2 separate regions of the Hordeum vulgare genome follow, and region 2 is linked to region 1. Evidence: chromatin contacts called from public Hi-C data. All regions are on one chromosome and are shown on one strand. Each heading gives the region's core, a stretch centred on a gene start, on an enhancer-like site or on the middle of the called end of the contact. The rest is flanking DNA. Distances are from core to core; before and after follow the strand shown.

Region 1 (6,489 bases), core at 320-2,819:
TACGTGTTTTCTCACTGAAGAAACTTAGACAAGGCCTCTGTACTTACACCCTGAAGTTTACCAACAGGGAATTCCAGGAGTGCCTAAAATCAGGGATGGCTATAATCCGGCTGCATGGATGTTGGACGTCACAAGTACCCAAATGGAGCAGATTCTTGGAGTGGATTTTGCTGAATACTATCGACAGTCGAAATTATTTCTGTAAACACAAAAAATCCTTTTAATCCGACTACATGCTTCGTAGTTGCTTTTCTCTCACTAATACCTGTTTCTGTTTATTGCATTTCAGGCAGACCAAAGAAATCGTTGAGGCCTTGAGCAAACCGAACAGTGAAGTGAAAGAGCTTACTTTCTCTACCAAGTATGCTCAACCATTCTGTGCTCAGTTTATTGCTTGCTTATGGAAGCAAAACCTGTCATACTGGAGGAATCCTCAATACACCGCAGTTCGGTTTTTCTACACTGTCATCATCTCCTTGATGTTTGGGACGATTTGCTGGAAATTTGGCTCTAGAAGGTATGTCATCGGGTGGTTCTGACACCGATTTCCGGGCATAGTCATACATAGTTATCTTCACAGGGAGCTGACGGTGATGTCGTTTTATAATTGCCAGGGAGACCCAACATGATATTTTCAATGCCATGGGTGCCATGTATGCAGCAGTGCTTTTCATAGGAATCACTAACGCCACTTCCGTTCAACCTGTGATCTCTATCGAAAGATTTGTATCGTACAGAGAGCGAGCTGCTGGGATGTATTCAGCATTACCTTTCGCATTCTCTCTGGTACATATGTTTCCTGTCCAGAACTTGTATTCCAACAATCTATTCATCCAGTGTTCATCATCGTAGCACCTTTAACCCATTGTTCTTGGGCAGGTTACTGTGGAGTTCCCTTACATTCTTGTGCAGTCACTTGTCTATGGTACAATTTTCTACAGCCTGGGTTCGTTTGAGTGGACAGCAGTGAAGTTCTTGTGGTTCCTCTTCTTCATGTACTTCACTCTGTTGTACTTCACCTTCTACGGCATGATGACAACGGCGATCACTCCGAACCATATGGTCGCGCCTATCATTGCCGCTCCATTCTACACGCTATGGAATCTCTTCTGCGGGTTCATGATCCCAAGAAAGGTATGGAGCGAATATCACCCCCCATGATTTGCATCTACAAACCAATCAATGACTTCCGTCCTACGGTGACTTTCAGTTCCGTTTCAGTTTGGCAACGTGGATATGATTGAGTTCTAGGGTATGTTGTTTTAGTCCAGGCCTTGGGAAAATCATGAACGCTACTAGGTCATACGATCTTCTAGTAGAGAATTTTTTGAAGTGCACAATATCCAAACCAATAATTGTTGCATACGACCTAAGATTTGTTCTTATTTGCACTCTAAAGTTCTTCTCTTATTTTCTGAGAGAAGGGTTTCATCAGCACTCTGGAGTTGAACAAACAATTCCATGGAATACACTAGGAAAACACCACATAATTTTTGTGATAAGGCAAGTTGGTCATAGGTGGGCCCTGATATGTTTGGCTGGCCTGTAGAGAACGTGTCGGGCCATATGGGCTTTCATACACTGGTGTAGATCGATCACTGTGCACAACCGCGTCAGCACCGGACCACTGGGCTTGGCAAATTTTAATTTCCTTTCCAAATAGGGTATTCTTTTATCCATGCTGTGAACCAGCACATCACAGGGCACATGGATACACTTATCGTGGTTTTTCGACGAAACAAATAAACAAATTTAAGTATATTCAGCTTAGCATGGTAGACGTTCTACTTGCCTTGGGCTCTTGGCACACTTGTATCTGAACAGAACAACAATGATACACTTAGGCCCTGCTTGGTTTAGCGTTTCCGCTCGCATTCCGCCGGTTTAGGATTCATGCCTCGACGCGTGAATCCATGGGCCTTAGTAGTTGGTAGTACCATCCTGTTGTGTTTGGTTTGGTTAACGATTCCGGTACCAAATAATAATGCAGCTGATCCCGGTGTGGTGGAGGTGGTACTACTGGGCCAACCCGGTGTCCTGGACGCTGTACGGGCTCCTGACCTCCCAGTTCGGCGACCTGGACCAGCCCCTGCTGCTGGCCGACGGCATCAGAACCACCACCGTGGTGGCGTTCCTGGAGGAGCACTTTGGGTTCCGGCACGACTTCCTCGGCGTCGTCGCCACGATGGTGGTCGGCTTCTGCGTCCTCTTCGCCGTCGTCTTCGCCCTCGCCATCAGGAACCTCAACTTCCAGCGCAGATGATGAGCAGCAAAGCAAATGTACCCGGTTCGGTCACCAGTTTAACTTAATTACCCAGCATGCATGCATGTGTACAATCAATTAAGATAAGAGCTCGTAAATAATTTGTCGAGTGCGAGAGGGAGACACACGATTTGAAACAAGAAGTGTATGTATTACTGTACGTACGTGCTATGTATAGCAAGATCCTTGAGAGATGTTTTGTATTGTACGTACTGTAATGTTGATACGGGCCTGCGTGCGTATATTCGCTGAGCATTTGCCGCGTCGAGGAGCGCCGGTGCGTGGTCGACACCTGTCCGTCTTTTTTGACCGCTTTGGGCGATGCATCTCGGTTGTCCGTCGTCCTGCCCCGATACCCTTTTGGACGTAGCAGCAGCAGCAGCTATATATCTATGTTAGCCATGGCTGTGCTTCCATCCAAGGACACTGACCTGACCGTTGGATGCGACCCGGGAAAGAACCACCCATTTGACAAGAAGCATATAGCATAGCATCTCTCTTCATGCACCGCAACAGATAAGACACACACTCCACCACCTTTTACCTACCACAGTACGCACCCATCTTTTTTTACAGTCAGGTCGATCGGGATAGAAGAATATACTACCGTGGAGAGCGTTTGTCGTTTGGTGCACGCGTGACGTCGATCGCATCTGCACACGGCACACGGCACGGCGGGGGAGAGGTAGCTACTAGCTAGGCAAGGCAACAAACAATACGCCAATACCGGACCTTTGTCCGCTTGCCTTGGCGCCGCCGATCGCTGGCTGCCGCACTTCCCTTGGCTCCACGGCGTATTTGACCTACAACTTGTGCTCTTGCGCACCATGCACCTGCCGAGAAGATCGATCGTTCACTGCTGCTATGCTCGCACGTAGGAGTAGCTTGTACGGTGGCCCCTGCATGCGGCCTTCTCCGGCTTCGATCGTGTGCTGGATCTGGAGCGGTCAGTGCCATGCTGCCATGCATGCATGCAAGAGCCAAACTGGCCAGGAGATGGTGATCCGATACCTCCAGTGGAGAGGAGGCCGGTGGCTGCTGGCTGGCCTGGTCCTGGACGAGTGGCAGTCAAAGCGGCCGGCCCTTGGTACGTGCGTATCCGCAAAGGGTGGCCGCGGACGGTAGCGTAGCGCGCGCGCGTAGGGGTTTCCTACGGTGGCCCGTAGCCCTTCTTCCGTGGCAGATTAGACCCAGGGCCGGCGTACGTCTACATGCATGCACAGAGCGCGAAGTCATCGGTCTGGCCACTCAGTCAGTGGTCAAGTGCTACGTATGTACCGTATGTATAGTGGCATGCATGCATGCATACATGCCGATGCCCAGCCGATGATGAGGGAGATCCAACTCCGTCGATGGATCAGCTCTCCAAGGCGGCGAGGCTTATCCCGGCCGTACCCACATCGGTACACGCGCGTGCTAAACCTCTCGCGGCGGTTTTAGATTTGATCGGATATCGCTAGGCCGAGGCCGAGCTGATCCGATCCAAGCCCGGCCGGTCCGGTCCAGTCCAGTTTCGACCGACCGTGCATGTGTGTGACCGCGTGCAGGTGCAGGGCTATAGCCATTAGCCAGCCATGCATGCACGCACGCGGCTGCGTCGTTAGTGATGGACCGGACGGCCGCTAGCTAATGACCTACTATCTGCCAGGCAGCTACCTTAGCTCGGCTAGCTGGTAACCTAACAATAATTGGGCTGATCATCCATGCATGGCCAGATCGACGATATATATATATCGATCGGCTGCTCCAGTCAGTTGCTTGTTACCACTTACCACTAGATCGATCGTCTTTTCGCATGCAGCTGCGGCGCCGCAGACGTACGTACTACGCTGACCAGAGCCGCAGATTTGCGCCGATCGACTCACCCCCGCCCACATGCACGCAAGGGATCCATTAATGATTCATCCATCAGAGGAGGTACGTACCAGTATATTACAAAACCAAAACCAAAACCAAAACTAGAGGGGGTCCTTGTTTGCCCCAACCCACTGATTGGACTCCATATTTAAGCTAGATATATATATATATATATATATATATATATATATATATATATATATATATAAGTACCGCTTCTGTCTTTTCGTACTCCTCTTGGAAGAGCTGGCGAGGATACGGAATAATAACAATAATGCTAATGATAACAATATTGTATATAGGACAGGACAATCACTCGCTCTTGCTCTTGGACAGAATATATTGACGAGACAAAGATGGGCATGCATGCACGCTCCAAGGGAAAGGACCAAAGAAAGACCAACGCTAATGCCAAGGACGATCCCCCCGCTTTCGCTCCCTGCCAAACTCATGAGCACCAACTAAGCTAAGCTAAACAAGTACGTACGCAGCGCCAACTTAATTCGCTGCGAGATTTTGCCGTCCTATCTGGCGTCCAGCAGCTGCATGCGTATCGATCTCTGTTTTCTTCCCCCCCTTCCTCTGCACACTCACACGCACGTAAGCTGTCGTGTAGCCTGAGAATCAAACAAGAGCTATTCCAGAATTAACGGATTAGGAAAACGAAGCAAAATACACCATGTCAGGCAGAGGCAGGGAGTGCACTCCATGTAGCCGTATCGGCTTGATGCGACGATCGATTGAGTCAATACAATACTACTCCTTACCTTTTATCTGTATCAGAGAGTTCCATTGGCACGATGCCAATGGTTGAGGGAAAAAACTTTTTGTCGTTAAAATCTAGGTGTATTTTTGGAGAGCAATGCTACACCTACGGGATGGCTACGTACATCTTACGAAGGAGATCCACTTGGCAACCTTTCATTGGAAAATAGGGGAAGGATGGTCACACCCCACTTGAAAATGAGGGGGAGAGAGGATTAGGAGGAAGGTTTCGTAACAAATTACGTAACTGTTAGTAGGTGTAGGATTATTGATTTTTGATCACTGACCTTAGTCAAAGCGGTACGGTTGATACCACGTGACACATGTGGTAAGCAATTTAAATTATTCAGAAAAAACCCGGTACGTTTGATGATGTGGTGGTGGTCTTGTGCACGTGGCATATTCTGTAATGAATAATCTTTTTTTGTGGTGAGCTGAAGATACAAATACCAAAGTTTGTATCATATACTCCCATATCTGGAACAACCATCGAAATAAAGAATATATATACATAGTGGGGAATAACAAGAAACATATCTTGTACTCTTAACCACTCATCCCCAATTCCTTTAGCCACCTAGTATATATGGCCATATTCTCAGGCATGCATGTGAGATAACATCGCATCTGCTTTTATCCCTGATGAGCAGTGGTTAATCCACATCGAATTTCAGCTAAGATTTTGCAACTGGACCATGTCCCTCTCTCTAGTGCTTGAGGTAGCACAAAAGGAAATAAAAGGAGGCTAACACTTATGCTCATGGGACCCTTGCTGGATGAAGAAGCTACAAGGAGATAAGCGTGACAGAGGCAGTTTTACATGGTTCGGCTGCTCATATGGATGCATATAAATCAGTGGACATGACATGCCAGATTAATGGGCAGTTGGCAAATTGATCGTGTCCTCATGCTCCCTCCCTTCAATACGCTCGATTGCGATTGACGATGATTTAAAACTTTTCATTTTAATTAGTACACTCTCTCATATGGTTTTCCTACTTTTGGCCATAATTGTTCCAAGAAAAATCGCATCGGAAAGGGAGACTAAAGGCAGCAATAACTCTCTGATGCATCATGCTATACATGTGATGTACTAGCTTTTCTCAAGGGTACGCTTGGGAGTATTTATCATTCAATTATACAATGATCACTTTTGGAAACAATTATCTACATCAACATGTTTAGAAATATCTGTGAAACTAAGCATAACAACTCAGTAGAAAATATTGCTAAAGGGATGTAGAATCACTTTCTCCGAAAAATTTCCAACCAAATAGAATAAAATATCAGAGGACTTGCACGGAATCTTCATGCCATACCTTGCCTATCTACCAAAGTACGCTGCATAGGGAGGTAAAAACAATGAAATTAAGGGGGGAAAGGAAAGAAGAGAAATGGTCTAGCTAGACATACTATGCATCCTCTAGGGTTTCATCATGACAGACAGCATATTTTCACAAGCATATCCTAACTGCTTTTTTCCACAACGATCGCCTCACATGTCCAACAAAATGTCCTGTTTCCGATCAATGGTGCTGGAGAAGCAACAAAGCCCAGTGTCTCCTCTTTTTTGTCCAGCAAAAGGGTACGTAGATTGTACAGGG
Region 2 (6,258 bases), core at 2,224-4,723, 710 kb after region 1:
CCGATCTAGCGCCGAATGGACGGCACCTCCGCGTTCAGCACACATACAGCTCGATGACGATCTCCGCCTTCTTGATCCAGTAAGAGAGACGGGGAAGTAGATAAGTTCTCCGGCAGCGTGACGGCGCGCCGGTGATGGTGATGATCTATTCCTGCAGGGCTCCACCCGAGCTCCGCAGAAAACCGATCTAGCGGAAGAACTACGAAGTAGAGGTTTACGGTTGCACGTGGCAAAGTTGTGTCTCAAAGAGCCCTAAACCTCAAGTATATATAGGAGGAGCCAAGGGGTGGGGCTTGCCCTTGGGGCGCCGGTCGAAGGGAGGAGGGATCCTCCTCCAAGTCGGTTTGGAGGGAGGAGTCCCTTCCTTCCTTCCCACCTCCTCTTTTTTTTCTTTCCTTGATTTTGTCCTCTTGGCCGAAATACCCCACTTGGGCTGGCCTCACCAGCCCACTAAGGGATGGTGCGCCACCCTTGGGTTATTAGGTTCACTCCCGGGTAGGTGAGCCCCTCCCGGTAAAAACCCGGAAGCCATTCGTCACTCCCGGTACACTACCAGTAATGCCCGAAATCTTTTCGGAGGCCAAATGAAACAATCCTATATATCAGTCTTCGTTTCCGGACTATTCCGGAAACCCCCGTGACGTCCGTGATCTCATCCGGGACTCCCGACAACTTTTGGTCACCAACACCTATAACTCAACTATACTGAAACGTCACCAAACCTTAAGTGTGCAGACCATGCGGGTTCGAGAACAATGCAGACATGACCTGAGACACTCCCCGATCAATATCCAACAGCGGGACTTGGATGTCCATATTGGATCCTACATATTCTACGAAGATCTTATCGGTTGAGCCTTTGTGCCAAGGATTCATATAATCCCGTATACCATTCCATTTGTCGTTCGGTATGTTACTTGCCCGAGATTTGATCTTCGGCATCCCTATACGTATTTCAATCTCGTTACTGACAAGTCTCTTTGCTCGTTCCGTAATACAAGATCCCGTGACTAACACTTTAGACACCTTGCTTGCAAGGCTTATATGTGCTGTTGTATTACCGAGTGGGCCCCGAGATAGCTCTCCATCACACGGAGTGATAAATCTTAGTCTTGATCCATGTTAACTCAACGGACACATTCGGAGATACCTGTAGAGTACCTTTATAGTCACCCAGTAACGCTGCGACGTTTGTTACACAAGGTATTCCTCCGGTGTCAGTGAGTTACATGATCTCATGGTCATAGAAATGAATACTTGACACGTAGAAAACAATAGCAACAAAATGACACGATCACATGCTACGTTCATAGTTTGGGTCTTGTCCATCACATCATTCTCCTAATGATGTGATCCAGTCATCAATTGACAATACTTGCATATGGTCAGAAAACCTTAACCATCCTTGATCAACTGGCTAGTCAACTAGAGGCTTACGAGGGACATTGTTTTGTCTATATATCCACACATGCATTTATGTTTTCATTCAATACAATTATAGCATGGATAATAAACGATTATCTTGAAAGAGGAAATATAATAATAACTATATTATCACTGCCTCTAGGGCATATTTCCAACAGGAAGAAGAGGATGGGATGGAGGAGGAAGAGGAGGAGCAGGAGCCGGTGGAGGAGGAGCAGGAGTCGATGAAGGATGCGCCGGCGGAGGAGGATTTGGATCTGCGGGCGAACAGCGGTCCATCCTGAACTCCATCCGCTCGGAGTCGGCTGCGAAGGCCAGGCGTTTTCATCTACACGAGAGGTGGTGCACGGTGCGACGGAGGCGACGCAGGCTGTAGCGGACACGCATGAGCTAGAGGCCATCTCCGACGATCCAGACTAGAATAGTGCGCAGTATTACATGTTTCATATGAATTTGGAAAATAAATATGAAAAAGTGAAATGTGAACCCGTAGATTTAAGGGATGGTCGATCAGTGTCCGGACGCATCCACAAGCGTTTGACGGTTCGGATTTCCAATCGTGGATGTAGATGCTATGATACCGGAGACGGATTGACCGGATGCCCCCTGCCTGGCCCTAATCTGACCCGGCTCAATCCGACGATCCCCGTCGACGTCGACGCGGCGCGGCGCATCATTGCCGTCCTGCAAATCTAGCAGCACTGACGACAGCCAAAGGAAGCAACAAACCGAGGATGCAGAACCACATTTAACGGCCTCAGAGAAAGAAGTTGCTGCCCCCTCTGACAGCAAATACAAGCACAGCCGAGCCTGAATTCCTGCAACGGTGGGGGCGTACAGAATGCACTCATCTCACAGTTAGTTAATGGCCATGATAACTCGGGATCTCTGATTGCTCATCCTCATCTCCCCCACCCCCTCTCCTGTCTGCGGATGAACAAGATGAGAGCCTGCTGGCCCCGTTGCCACCTCACGCATACGCACAAACGAGATGAGTAGGGCCATTGGTACCCAAGATGGATCGATCAGGTTCTGCCTGCAATCATTGCCAGATGACGCTACGCTAGCGATCCGTATGCATATCTAGGTGAGTGCACAGCTCCACCCTATTATGCCATTACGACTGGCGATCGATCCAGCCTGTTGGATCCAGCGCTCGATGATAATTGTAGTTGCAAAGATTCTCCATCCAAGATGACAGACGGACAGAAATCGAGCAAGAAAGATCTAAATGAGACTTTTCATCGGGCAATAAGCCCGGTGCGTGTCTCAACTGCTTCACTTGATGATGGCGATGCTGGTGCCTGCTCTGGCTGCTTCTGCTTGCTTGTTGCCTAGCTCATCAATGGGGGCCGGGGGAGCTGGTGATGGCGCCTGTCTGCGTGTGTGATTGTGCTCCTTCAGCATTACATGCATACAGTAACCAGTAAGCAGAGGGGCCGGCCATCAGAACCATGACGGCGACTGCATTTGCAATGGATTGTTCGAGCAAGCAGACAACGTGGCTGCGTTGCCACTTCCGCGCTGCGCGGCGGCTGGCGAGTGGCCACTGGCACTGTAGCTTCGGTCACCTCGATCGATCGCCCGCCGACCGGCCCCGTACGTCCTGATAGATAGATAATCAAGCTCGGGAAATCATCGCCGTCTTGTTCCAGTCGATGCATGCATGGCGGCGCATCGCCGTCGGTTAATCGGCCGCCGCAGCAGCTGTTTGCATGTGCCAGCCAACGTCTTCTCTGCGGTGGCAAGCAGTGCTGCCGTTTGTTTGCAGCCTTGCAGTGCAGCTCACCGTTGCTGTTACCGAACGACCTACCATTGCTGAATCTTTAACACGAGAGAGCAGTAGTAAGTAGAAATCAAGATGCTGAGGTGTGACACATAAATATAATAGTTATGAGATTCGATTGCGCCTTTGGATCGCCCAGCTCAGCAGCCTGTACGTACAGCGACACCTGAAGACGAGGGAAACGTGCTCAACTCTGGGCTCTTGGTGCAACTGCAATCTGCAACCAGACGGGCGACCTAAACACAGCCCAGGTACACGTAGTGGCCGGGGGGGCTCGCTGACAGTTCCGACGACGGATGGTTCCAGTGCCACGCACGTGCTGGCAGCTCACCCGCCGTGCCTGTGCCTCCAAGCAAACCCCGGACCGGACGGACCCAAGAGGAAAACCTTGAGTTATCCAGCAATGTCAAGAACGATTTGTACGTACTAGTATCATGCATGTCCTGTCCTACTACGGTCCATGATTAAACCTGCATGCATGCGTGTCCGTCAGCTCACCTGTCTATCCATCTGGAGTACCTGTATGTCTGTGTGTGATCGACCAAAGGAGGAGAGAGCTCGTGCATGGAACAGAGAGGAAGAGAAGAGAAGAGAAGAGGAACAGCGCAAGTTGCCTCCTATTGCGTCGCCTGGCCGATGAGCTGCTCTGCTGGCTGGCTGGTGTGGCGGTGTCTGTCTCTCTGTCTGGCCCGGCCGATTTACTTGACCGGGTCCATGGCATGCAAAAGCTGGAGACGGACACCTCAACGTGGGCTCCATATGCAGCCGCGATGGATGGATGGATGGATCGCCCGCCGATAAAAGGTTGAGAGAGCTCCAACCAACCAGGTCGCAACAGCAGCACCGCAAGCAGACCAAAGGTTGTAATAAAAGATCTCAAAGCCTCAATCACTGCCGTGCATATTACGATCTACTGTACGTGTTTCAAAGATGTTAACTACTCCGTATTATTCAAATACCACTATCCTCTGCAACGACGCGACATCAAAAAGACTAGTCGAGACATGGACGATGCACACAGTCACACCAACTCTGAACTCTGAACGCAAAAACATGCGTGATTATGAGGAGACGAGACACCGGGTTTTCGCTCGAGGTCCGCCCTAATGCGAGGTCTTGGAACATTGAACAACCGTGGAGATGGAGACATATATATATTACAAACACATTAAGAAAAAACTAGGTGATGGGAAAAACACCAGATTTTGGGAAGATTGGTGGATGGGATCCAAAACCTTAAAAGATGCCTATCCCGTATTATACAATGTCAGTTTTGACCATGAGATCTCTGTCGCAGAGGCAATGGATAAAGGGTGGGACTTTTTTTTTCCTTTAGAAGAGATTTACATGGAGGGACGGCTGAATTATGGGGTAGTCTGAAAATAAGGTGTGAGGAAGTGGCAATATATGGAGAGAGAGTCAGAGAGATAAGCCACAATGGATGTTGACTAAAGATAGGGTTTTTACTGTTAAATCCTTATATTTGTTCCTAATTACTACTGATATGGGATTCCCACATAAATTTCTGTGGAAAATAAAGGTGCCTGTTGTCACAGTCCAAGTTTGCCTTACTTGCCATTGCATTTTCATGTATGCATTCAATTGCATTGAATCTGAAAGTGGGAAGTGCTCAAGCCCCAATGAATTGAAATTTGACAAAAAGACAATAAAAATATTACCTCAAAAGGAACCAGAAAAATGTTCCAAATATTTGGGAAAATAGTGACAGGGAATAAATTTGTCAAACCAAAATTTTAGGTCACACGAACATTTTGAAATGGATTTTTGATTTGATCAAATAATTGTTTGGAATGGAGTTATTTTGTTTTCTTTTAAAATAAAAGTTTAAAAAATGTTGAAACTACTTTGTGGCATTGATTATTTTTATCACTGTCACATAACACTAATTTAAGGTTTTATAAAATATTTAAATATTTCATTTTAAAACCTAAACCTAAATGCGAGAAAGAAATAAAGCAGAAATAGGAAAAGAGAGAGAAAGAACTCACCTGACGCTCCTGGCCCAGCCCAGCCCACCAGGGGGTACCCTTGTCGTCTTCTTCCTCCTACCAGTGGGCAGGGGAGAAGATGAGCACGGCGGCTCGCCTTGCCACCTCCTGCTCGCGTGGAGCTCTCTACTGCCTCTCCACGCCAGCACGTCGAGCAACACCTCTTCTTATCTCCTCTCCTCTCTACAGTCCCCTTTTCTCTCTCTCTGATTTCCCCTCGTTGTCGCCATTGCCGATATCGCCAAGCTCGCCTCCGGCCACCCCTCGCCTCCCTGATCGGCTGATCAGCTCCGCCTCAACGGGCCGCTCCTCTACGTCAACCTCCCTGAGCACCCGAGCCACCGCAGCGTCGCCATTGCCACCTTCTTCCTCCTCCGGTCGCCGGAGCTCCCCGCTTCCATTCGCCGGCCAGCGACCCTCTCCGGTCTTCCCGATGCCAAAAATGGAGCTGCAGTGAGCCCCTGCTCCTTTCCCCTCTCTTCCCCGCGCGATAGCTTCCCCCTGAGCTGCTCCCCGACGAGCCCGACTTTCGGCCGTCGCGCACGCTCGTCGTCGGCACCTTTTCCGACCACCTGAGCTTCTCCTGATGCCCCTGCCAGATCGGGTGCTTCGCCAGCGTCCCGTAGCTGCAAACCCCGCTCGATTTGGACCCATGTAGCGCGAATTACCACAACTCCGGCGAGCCCTTCGTCGCGGCTCAGTCGCCGGCGACCACTCTCCTGTAGTCGTCGACGTGGCCAACCATTAGCGCGTAATTAAACCTCCCCTCAGTCACTGCCAGTGGGCCCCACGCCTGGTCAAACCCCAATTAGGGGCTGGTCAGCGCGGGTTTAGCCTCTGGGTTACTGACCAGTGGGCCCCAGTGGTCAGGTTTGACCTGGACTGGCTGGTTGACCTGCTGAAGCAGGGATGACATCAGCCTGAAACAGTAATAGCTTTTTCTAATTTTTTATAATTCCATAAAATTGCTAAAACTTCTAAAAATCATAGAAAATAATCTGTAAGTCCAATGAAAATAATTTATATATGAAAAATGAT

What was found. A called contact is a pair of places that touch in the nucleus more often than the background predicts.
Region 2: a Hi-C map of seedling shows a contact between it and region 1, with 2.7 times the contacts expected there. The contact joins two enhancer-like sites. A contact is called at or near these places in 2 of 6 Hi-C or Micro-C datasets (leaf and seedling).

The regions. Positions count from the first base shown.
Region 1 is chr3H:69,787,277-69,793,765 of MorexV3_pseudomolecules_assembly, forward strand. It overlaps LOC123443005 (ABC transporter G family member 31), which reads left to right. Exons shown (of 24, transcript XM_045119214.1): 20 at 68-201; 21 at 290-517; 22 at 615-786; 23 at 880-1,134; 24 at 1,991-2,457. The coding sequence ends at 2,263. Among protein-coding and RNA genes, the nearest start is that of LOC123443005, 12 kb to the left of the region's middle. Within about 2 kb of position 1,570, at least 3 of the 3 cell types and tissues checked have open chromatin away from gene starts, as enhancers often do. A contact at or near this core is called in leaf and seedling, where this site is marked.
Region 2 is chr3H:70,491,143-70,497,400 of MorexV3_pseudomolecules_assembly, forward strand. No RefSeq gene overlaps it. Among protein-coding and RNA genes, the nearest start is that of LOC123439543, 140 kb to the right of the region's middle. Within about 2 kb of position 3,474, at least 3 of the 3 cell types and tissues checked have open chromatin away from gene starts, as enhancers often do. A contact at or near this core is called in leaf and seedling, where this site is marked.